Linked DNA regions of Canis lupus: region 1 is linked to region 2. The links are chromatin contacts, called in public Hi-C maps. All regions are on one chromosome and are shown on one strand. Each heading gives the region's core, a stretch centred on a gene start, on an enhancer-like site or on the middle of the called end of the contact. The rest is flanking DNA. Distances are from core to core; before and after follow the strand shown.

Region 1 (3,768 bases), core at 512-3,011, 170 kb before region 2:
CTGGGGTAGGGGTGGGGATGGGGTGTGAGAGCCTAACAGGCAGGCAGGCAGGCTCCAAGAAACATCTGCTCTGCATCCTAGGGCTTGCCAGCATTTGAAATAACTCAAGGGTGTGAGACTCTAACCTGGCCCTGCCTTTGGGTGTGGGCCAGGGCTGGGGGAGGTTTGGGGGAACCCACAAATGCAGATTTCCCAGGAAAGAACAGAGGAGAGGGTGACTCTAATCAAGGGCCAGCATATGACACTGAGCCCCTGGACAGGGGAGTTATGCTAAAATTATTAATAAGAAATCATTTTTATCTAATGATTCCATTAGGAAGTGAGGATTTGGTTGCATTTGACATCGCTGTTGCCTCAAAGTGTAGACCCGGTACCATTTTTTTTTTCCCCACTAAATGGTTGTAGGGGGCCTAGGTGCATGGGACTCTAGGTGCATGGGACCTCTCCACTGAGGCCTGCCAGCAAATTTACTCAGTTTCCCCATCCCAGTTGTAATTTTCTTGATTCTCCTGGTCAGGTGTGATCTCTCCCTGCCTCCTCTTCTTCTTCATCATAATCATACTCTGCTCTATATTCTATGGTGTATTTTATCCCAGCACATATTTTACTTTCCTTGCTACCGAAAGATCTTGGCCGTCTTTGCAAACCCTGCCATGTAGTAAAAAATATACATAAAAAGTTGGCAAGAATTGCTAAATAAACAGACACACAAACTCACAGATAAACTATTCTATATACCTATTCTCAGGACTCCCCCATCAGCAGATGTCTATTTACAGGTGTAAGAGGGAGCTACTCCCAGATGCCCAGGTTCTGGCGGGCAGGTACCCTCCCCAGACCCAGAGCTGAGCCCACTAGAACTTGGCCGCCAGGTCCTCACCCTGCTCTTGTTTGGGGCTCACCATACCCAAGTCCATGACTAGTGTCCACAACTCACCTTCCACCCAGAGCTGTTCTAGGTCTGTCTCAACGATGGCCACGCGAAGACCCAGTGCCAGGGCTCCGAAGGCCAAGAGGCCCAGGAAGAGCACTTTGCCACAGTGTCTCTGGATCCCGCAGCCCAGAGAGAAGAGCAGGCCCTGGAAGTAAGCGCGAAGCCAGAGTGGAGCCTTCAGGCTCCCGGCTGGGATCTGGGATGGAGAGAGAAGGGTCAGCCAGGCATTACCGCAACGATGCATGAACTCCCCCCCTCCCCCCCCCCCCCCCCCCCCGCCCCTTTCTCCTTAGGGACACCCTCTGCCAAGCCCCAGGTTCTTGGCTTCTGGATGCAGGACAGGTGGGACCTACACGGACACAGGCCCAAAGCTGGAAAAGATCTGACTCTATTCCTAGCCTCCACCCAATACACACCCCAGGAAAGCGCAGGTCGTCTCCTGAGAGGAGGACACACACGCACACGTCTGTTCTCAGGTGGACAGAGGGGAGACCCAGACACCCTCACGGGGCAGATGCCCAGGAGGCGCAGAAGCGCGCGCACGCTTAACCGGGGCTAGAGCCCTGCACTTGGGCGACATCACACCTTGCGGAGTGACAGACCCGGGCCCAGGGTCTCTTCCCCCGGCTTCCCCTCCACTCACCTGGGGCGACGTGGCTCGAGCTGGGGGTGTATAGCCAGGGGGCAGCTCCTGGAGCGGCGGCGGCCGGGCCATGCCGGCGGGGATGGGGGGCGTGGGCGCCCCCAACCCGCGTTATCTGGGATTCCCCATAAGCCGGCCTCGGACCCCTGCCCGGGAGCCCCGCGTCGGGGCCCGCGGGGTGGGTGAGCGGCGGGGGCGGGGCGGGGCGGGGCGGCGGCGGGGGCGACGGGCCCGGGCGCAGGCACAGCTACCGGCCCGCGCCGGGCCGCGCCGCTGGAGGTGGCGAGCGCAGTGCGGAGGGGAGGCGTCCCTGGCTGCAGAAAAAGGGAGCGGGCCGGGACGCCGCCCTCCGATTGGCTGAGGGTCCGCAAATTACCCGGGGCCGCGCGGCAGGATCCGCTGCTAGGCGACGGCGCCGCGGGGGGCGGGGCGGGAGACCACCCAGGCAGGGCGCCCCCGCGCCTCGCTGCCGGCCGCCCGCGGGGGCCCCGGGGAGCCGCGGGGAGGGGATCCCGGGAGGCGCGGCGCTGGCCCGGCGGCGGCCAGGAGGCGCCAGAGCGGAGAAGGGGGATCTGCTGGCCGACCCAGCCGACGCCCCAAGACTTCACCCTTTTCTGCTTCCATTCCTGCCCCTACTGTCCGGTCTTTGCCGAGGCCAGACCCATCCCTCTCTAAAACGCAAATATGACGATAGCTCCCAAGTACAGAGCACATTTGGAGCACGGAGCCCTGCGCGATCTAACGCCTGCTCTCTGTAGTTCCTTCACACCCACCCAATGGTCCTTCCAGCCCCGCAGAGTTAGATGTAACTTCCTAAAGGCATCATGCTGTCGCAGGCTTCTCTGCCACTGGACGCGTCGTGGCCCTGTTGTCTTGGAAGGCAACCTTCAAAGCTGAACAGAAACCAACCATCCCTCTTTAAAAACAAAAAGATTTTATATATTTATTCACGAGGGACACACAGAGAGAGGCAGAGACATAGGCAGGGGGAGAAGCAGGCTAGATCCCAGGACCCAGGATAATGACCTGAGCCAAACTCAGACGCTCAACCACTGAGCCCCCCAGGCCCCCTCCAATCATCCCTTTGAAGCCTTCCTGGATTCACACCTCCCACCTGATAGTTGCTGCTTTCATTGTGCTCCTTATAACACACTACTTATTATTGCATTTATAACACAACTTATGTACTTGAAAGCCTGCCTCCCTCACTAGACAAGAAGTAGGTGCTCAGTAATGATTGAGTGACTCACTGAGAGTTGCAGAAACCAGAGCGGAAAGGACAGGAAACAGGGAACAGTTCCTTTATTAAATTTTCATCAACTATTCTGAGTATTGTTTCTGCCAGGTTTCTGAATGATTAACCCTGAGTGGTAGAGGAGGGTAAAGTCAACATTTTAACATGTAAGACTTGGAAAAGAGAAAAATAATCTTCAATAAACTCATTACTCTAACACAACTACTACTTTCTCTGGCCAATTTCTTGGTCAATTCTTCCAGACTTGTTTATCATTACATCATTAACATTTCATGTTACTACATAGTCTTTGTATCAGTCATTTGGAGAACGTCCTTAGGACACATTCCCAGAAGTGAGGGTGTTGGGTCAAAAAATATGAACATTTTTTACAGCTCTTGCTACACATTACCAAATTGCTTTTTGAAAATGTGTCCATTAACATTATTTTCGTTTATTTTCTTTTTTTTAAAGATTTTATTTATTTATTCACGACAGAGAGAGAGGCAGAGACACAGGCAGAGGGAGAAGCAGGCTCCGCCTAGGAAGCCTGATGTGGGACTCGATCCAGGGGCTCCAGGATCATAGTCTGGGCTCAAGGCGGCGCTGAACCGCTGGGCCACCGGGGCTGCCCTATTTTCGTTTTTTTTTTTATAAAGATTTTATTAATTAACATTATTTTCAGAGCCTTAGTCCTGTGGAAAGGGAAACTTTACGCTGAGGGGATTAACACCTAACAGGTTTGTGACATCTATTGGTCCACTCGTCCAGCCTATAGAGGAAATAACACATGTATGAGGCTGTTGGCCAGTAGTAACTACACATTGAAAGCAGCACATTTGGGACGCCCAGGTGGCTCAGCGGTTTGGCATCCGCCTTCAGCCCAGGGTGTGATCCTGGAGACCCGGATCTGTATCTCTCATTAATAAAATTATTATTTTTTAAAATTTATTTATT
Region 2 (3,838 bases), core at 202-2,701:
TGAGTGGAAGTGTCTAGGGATTCCTATAGAACTTCCAGAATGGGGTGCTCGACTGAGTCTGGTGTGTGGGGTTTTGGCCCTGGCCTAAAGGTGAGGGTTCTGGATCTAGCAAGAAGCGACATCTTGCTTGGGGTGGGAAGAGTCCCAGAACCCACCGTGTAGGAGGAAACGTCTATGCTCTCCACATACTGCTTCACGCTACCCAGGTTCTCATCCTCCTTGCCCAGGTGGTCGTACAAGAAGTGGATCAGGTCCTCGTCGCACTCGTAGGTCCACGTCGGGGGCACATAGCTAAGCAACCCCAAGTCCCTAATTAGGTCAGGCCCGGACCCGGAGGTTCTTCCTCCCTATCCCACTCCGGTTCACTCACAGTAATCTTTGTACAGCTTCCGTGTACGCCTCGGCTGGCCGGGGCCTTGATCCAAGGCGGTGAGAATATGTCAGGTCCACCACCTGTTCCCATCTGCGGGCACAGAGTAGGGGATGGGACCGGGAGGCCTCGGCGGTCAACAGGACACCCCCGGAGAGCTGCCCCCAGCGTTGACTCTCCCCAACCGTGCCTCCAGAAGCTCCACCCCAGGCCCATTCAGGGCCCGCCCCTTCCTCTCCTCATCCCAGCTCCCAGCCGGTGCCAGGCTAGTTTCCGACCCTTCCGGGCCGTGCCGCCGAGCAGCCAGCCTCGGCCTTTCCAGTGCAGGACCTGAGCACCGGTCGGTAGTCCACGCCGAAGAGCTGCTGCTGCCGCTGGAGGTGGTCTGGGGTGTCGATGGGTACGAGGCGGGCCCCGCCCTCCGCCGGGCGGCACACCAGCAGCCAGCCCTCGTTCAGCCCGCAGTCGCCCAGGTGTTCCGCCAGCTGCTCCTGCCGAGACGCGCACGCTGGGGACAGCCGTCGGGGCCCTGCCCAGCGGCCGGCCCGCCCTGCCCTGCCCAGCCCCAGGCAAAGGACGCGGAACCGCGCGAGCGCCGTGCGGGGGATGGGAGGGGAGCCGCGTGGGGCGCCCCCGGCGCGGGCGGTACCTTGGTCAGCTTCACCCACAGCCCGTGGCCGTTGCACAGCTCCTCGCCGGTAGTACGCACGCAGGCGCCGCGCCGGAGCTCAATGCTGTCGCGGGCGGCGCGGAGCGGCCCGGAGCCGGTTCCGGGGGCCGGGCCCGCGGCTCCCACACGCAGCCCCAGGCCCTCCGCCTCCCACACCGGCAGCAGCACGCGCGACGGCCCCGCCGGGTCCTTGTAGAGCTTGTAGAGCACCTCGCGTGGCACGAAGGCCAGCGCCGCCGGCAGCGGCCGTCCTGCGCGGAGGCTCTGCGCCGCCTCTGCCAGGAAGCGCACGCGGCCCAGCAGCTGCCGCGGGGACTCGAGAGCCGCGCCCGGGCCGGGACCAGCCATGGCGAAGCGGCAGACCAGAGCCCGCGGCGGCCGTCCGGCTCCGGGAGCCGCCGCCGCCGAGGCCGACCGAGCTTCCCACCGCCTGCCCCGCCTGCGCCGTAAGTCCTGGACTAAAGGCACCCCGCGTGCTCGCCGTATTACCCTGTGTACTCGGATACGTCAATGTGTTACAAACCGATGTGCCTCCTACTCAGCCAACCAAACCCAAGTCCAGTAGTCTCTGGCTGATCGGTCTCTCCCTGTCTATCCTCATTGCTGCTGCCGTTTTTTACTCTCATCGAACCACCATCCTATCTAGCCTGGATCATTGCAACAGCCATTTTTCTGGCTCTCTGCCCTCTTGTTTTTTTTGCCTTCCCACCGCGAGTGCTAGACATCCTCTCAGGCTCCTCCTCATCCTAGGGATAGTGGTGCTAAAATGTTTGGGAGAATAATCCCCTCCTCGGGAGTCTTGAGTGGTTCGGGCTTCATCCCGGCGGCTACTCCTAATTCTAGGGCACTGGTGATCATGTTCCAATTTCTCTCAGTAATTCTGAACCAGATGAGAGGAAAGGTCTGATGTGGGAAGATAGGTTCAAGGTGGCTAGATAGGATGGAGGCAAAAACATGGACAGGAGCTGTTGATGAAGTATAATCATGGGGGAAAAAGGAAACTTTGTCTCCCCTGCAAACAGTTTTAAAAATGTTTTATTGGGATGTAATTCATACTCCATATAAGTCACTCATTTGAAGTGTACAATTCAGTGGTTTTTGATATATTAGTTTTTTAAAATTGTGATAAAATAAGTGCAACAAAATTTTTGCCATGTTAACCATTTTAAGAGTACAATTACCTATTTCCAAGACTTTCTCATCACTCCAAACAGAAAGGCTTTCTCTTTAAGCAGTAAAGAACTGCAATAAATTAAAAAAAAAATGGCTGCCATGGTAAACTCCAGTCTACTTTCTGCCTCTATGAATTAGCCTATTCTAGATATTTCATAAATGGACCCATATAATATTTGTCTTTTAGGGTCTGTCTTATTTCACTTACAATAGTATCACAACAATATGATAGCATGAATTGAACTTAATTCCTTTTTATGGGTTGACTAATAATCCCTTTTACCTATACCCCATTCATCTGTTGATGGACACTTGGATGGAAACTTTGTTTTGATATAGTTTTCAAATAATCAAAGTTACCAAGAAAGAAATAATATATGATCTCATATCATTTTGACAGTTTCCCCCTTTTTCTTTTCTTCCTAGTAAGTTGGGAACATAGTGCCCCTCTTCTCTTCTCTCTGAGCTATTTGTATGCTACCATGCTTCTACGGAATAAAGTGGACACATTACTCTAACGAGGGCCCCCAGGACCTGGACCCTGAAGACATCTAGAGTCTCTTTAATTCCACTAGGTTGATTTTTCTGGTTTCCGTAATAGCCATTTGTTCTTTTGCATCTTCTCTTTGCACGTGCTATTCCCTCTGCTTGGAACACCTCCACCGCTTTCCCCAGTTAAGGGAGGAGCCCTTGCTGTCTAGCTTTTTACTCTTAAAACGTTTACTATTATGATTGCTGATCCACCAGTCTGTAGCTCCTTAAAGGAAAGGGCTGTCTTGGTCATCATTGTAACTTCTGCACCAACTATAGTGCTAGCCTTAGTAGGTAATATATATTTTTAAAGATTTATTTATTCTAAAGAGAGAGTTGCCTGGATTTCGGACACATGAGTGGGGGGAAGGGCAGAGGGAGAGTCTCCCAAGCAGACTTCAGGAGGAGTGTGGAGCCCCACTGAGGGGAGGGGGAGATTACACCACCCATTAGATCATGACCTGAGCAGAAATCACAAGTCCCACACTTAACTGACTGAGCCACCCAGGTGCCCCAGTAATATAAGTATTTGATGATTTCATTTCCCTGTGCAGCTTGGTTCCTTAATCCACTGTGTGTCTGGTTGCTAGGCATAAGGTTATTAGAATCATGAGGCATGGGAGTAAAAGTGAGTGTTAGGCCGAAACTTCGGGATTTCCAGGTCATCAAAGGAGAGGAAGGTCCTGATGAGACCGAAAGGCGTAGTTATAGCGGAGTTCTTGGCCGGGGGTGGGGGGTGGGGGTGTTGCTGCGACGCTACAGCGGTCTTTACGGTGCAGAGAGGTAGTGGGGGTCCTCCGGGCAGCAGCTGGGGCAGCCCAGGAGCGTTTGCCGGGATCTGATCATGTGACTTTCAGCATGGCGGCGGCCTTGGCTCATTGCAGGAAGGGGTGGAGCCTGATCTCAGACTATGCTCCGGTTGAGGTTACAGCGAGGACTGCGCTCGCAGTTACCGAAGGCTTATCATGGAGACGAACGGGTTGGGGTGAGTTCTCTGCACCACGCCGGATGGCCAGTCTTCCAACTCAGGAATATGTCCCTATACCCCTTTCCCAGCCTGGAGAGCTCCCAATCTGACTCCAGTCTCTGGAATC

What was found. A called contact is a pair of places that touch in the nucleus more often than the background predicts.
Region 1: a Hi-C map of amygdala shows a contact between it and region 2, with 5 times the contacts expected there. The contact joins the promoter of PTCH2 here to the promoter of HECTD3 in region 2. A contact is called at or near these places in 3 of 9 Hi-C or Micro-C datasets (amygdala and blood).

The regions. Positions count from the first base shown.
Region 1 is chr15:15,579,183-15,582,950 of UU_Cfam_GSD_1.0, reverse strand. PTCH2 (protein patched homolog 2) reads right to left here and starts at 1,761. Exons shown (of 24, transcript XM_038558255.1): 1 at 1,578-1,761; 2 at 938-1,130. The coding sequence starts at 1,649.
Region 2 is chr15:15,409,243-15,413,080 of UU_Cfam_GSD_1.0, reverse strand. HECTD3 (E3 ubiquitin-protein ligase HECTD3) reads right to left here and starts at 1,451. Exons shown (of 21, transcript XM_038558250.1): 1 at 1,020-1,451; 2 at 701-861; 3 at 371-463; 4 at 156-291. The coding sequence starts at 1,388. UROD (uroporphyrinogen decarboxylase) reads left to right here and starts at 3,610. Exons shown (of 9, transcript XM_038558251.1): 1 at 3,610-3,729. The coding sequence starts at 3,710.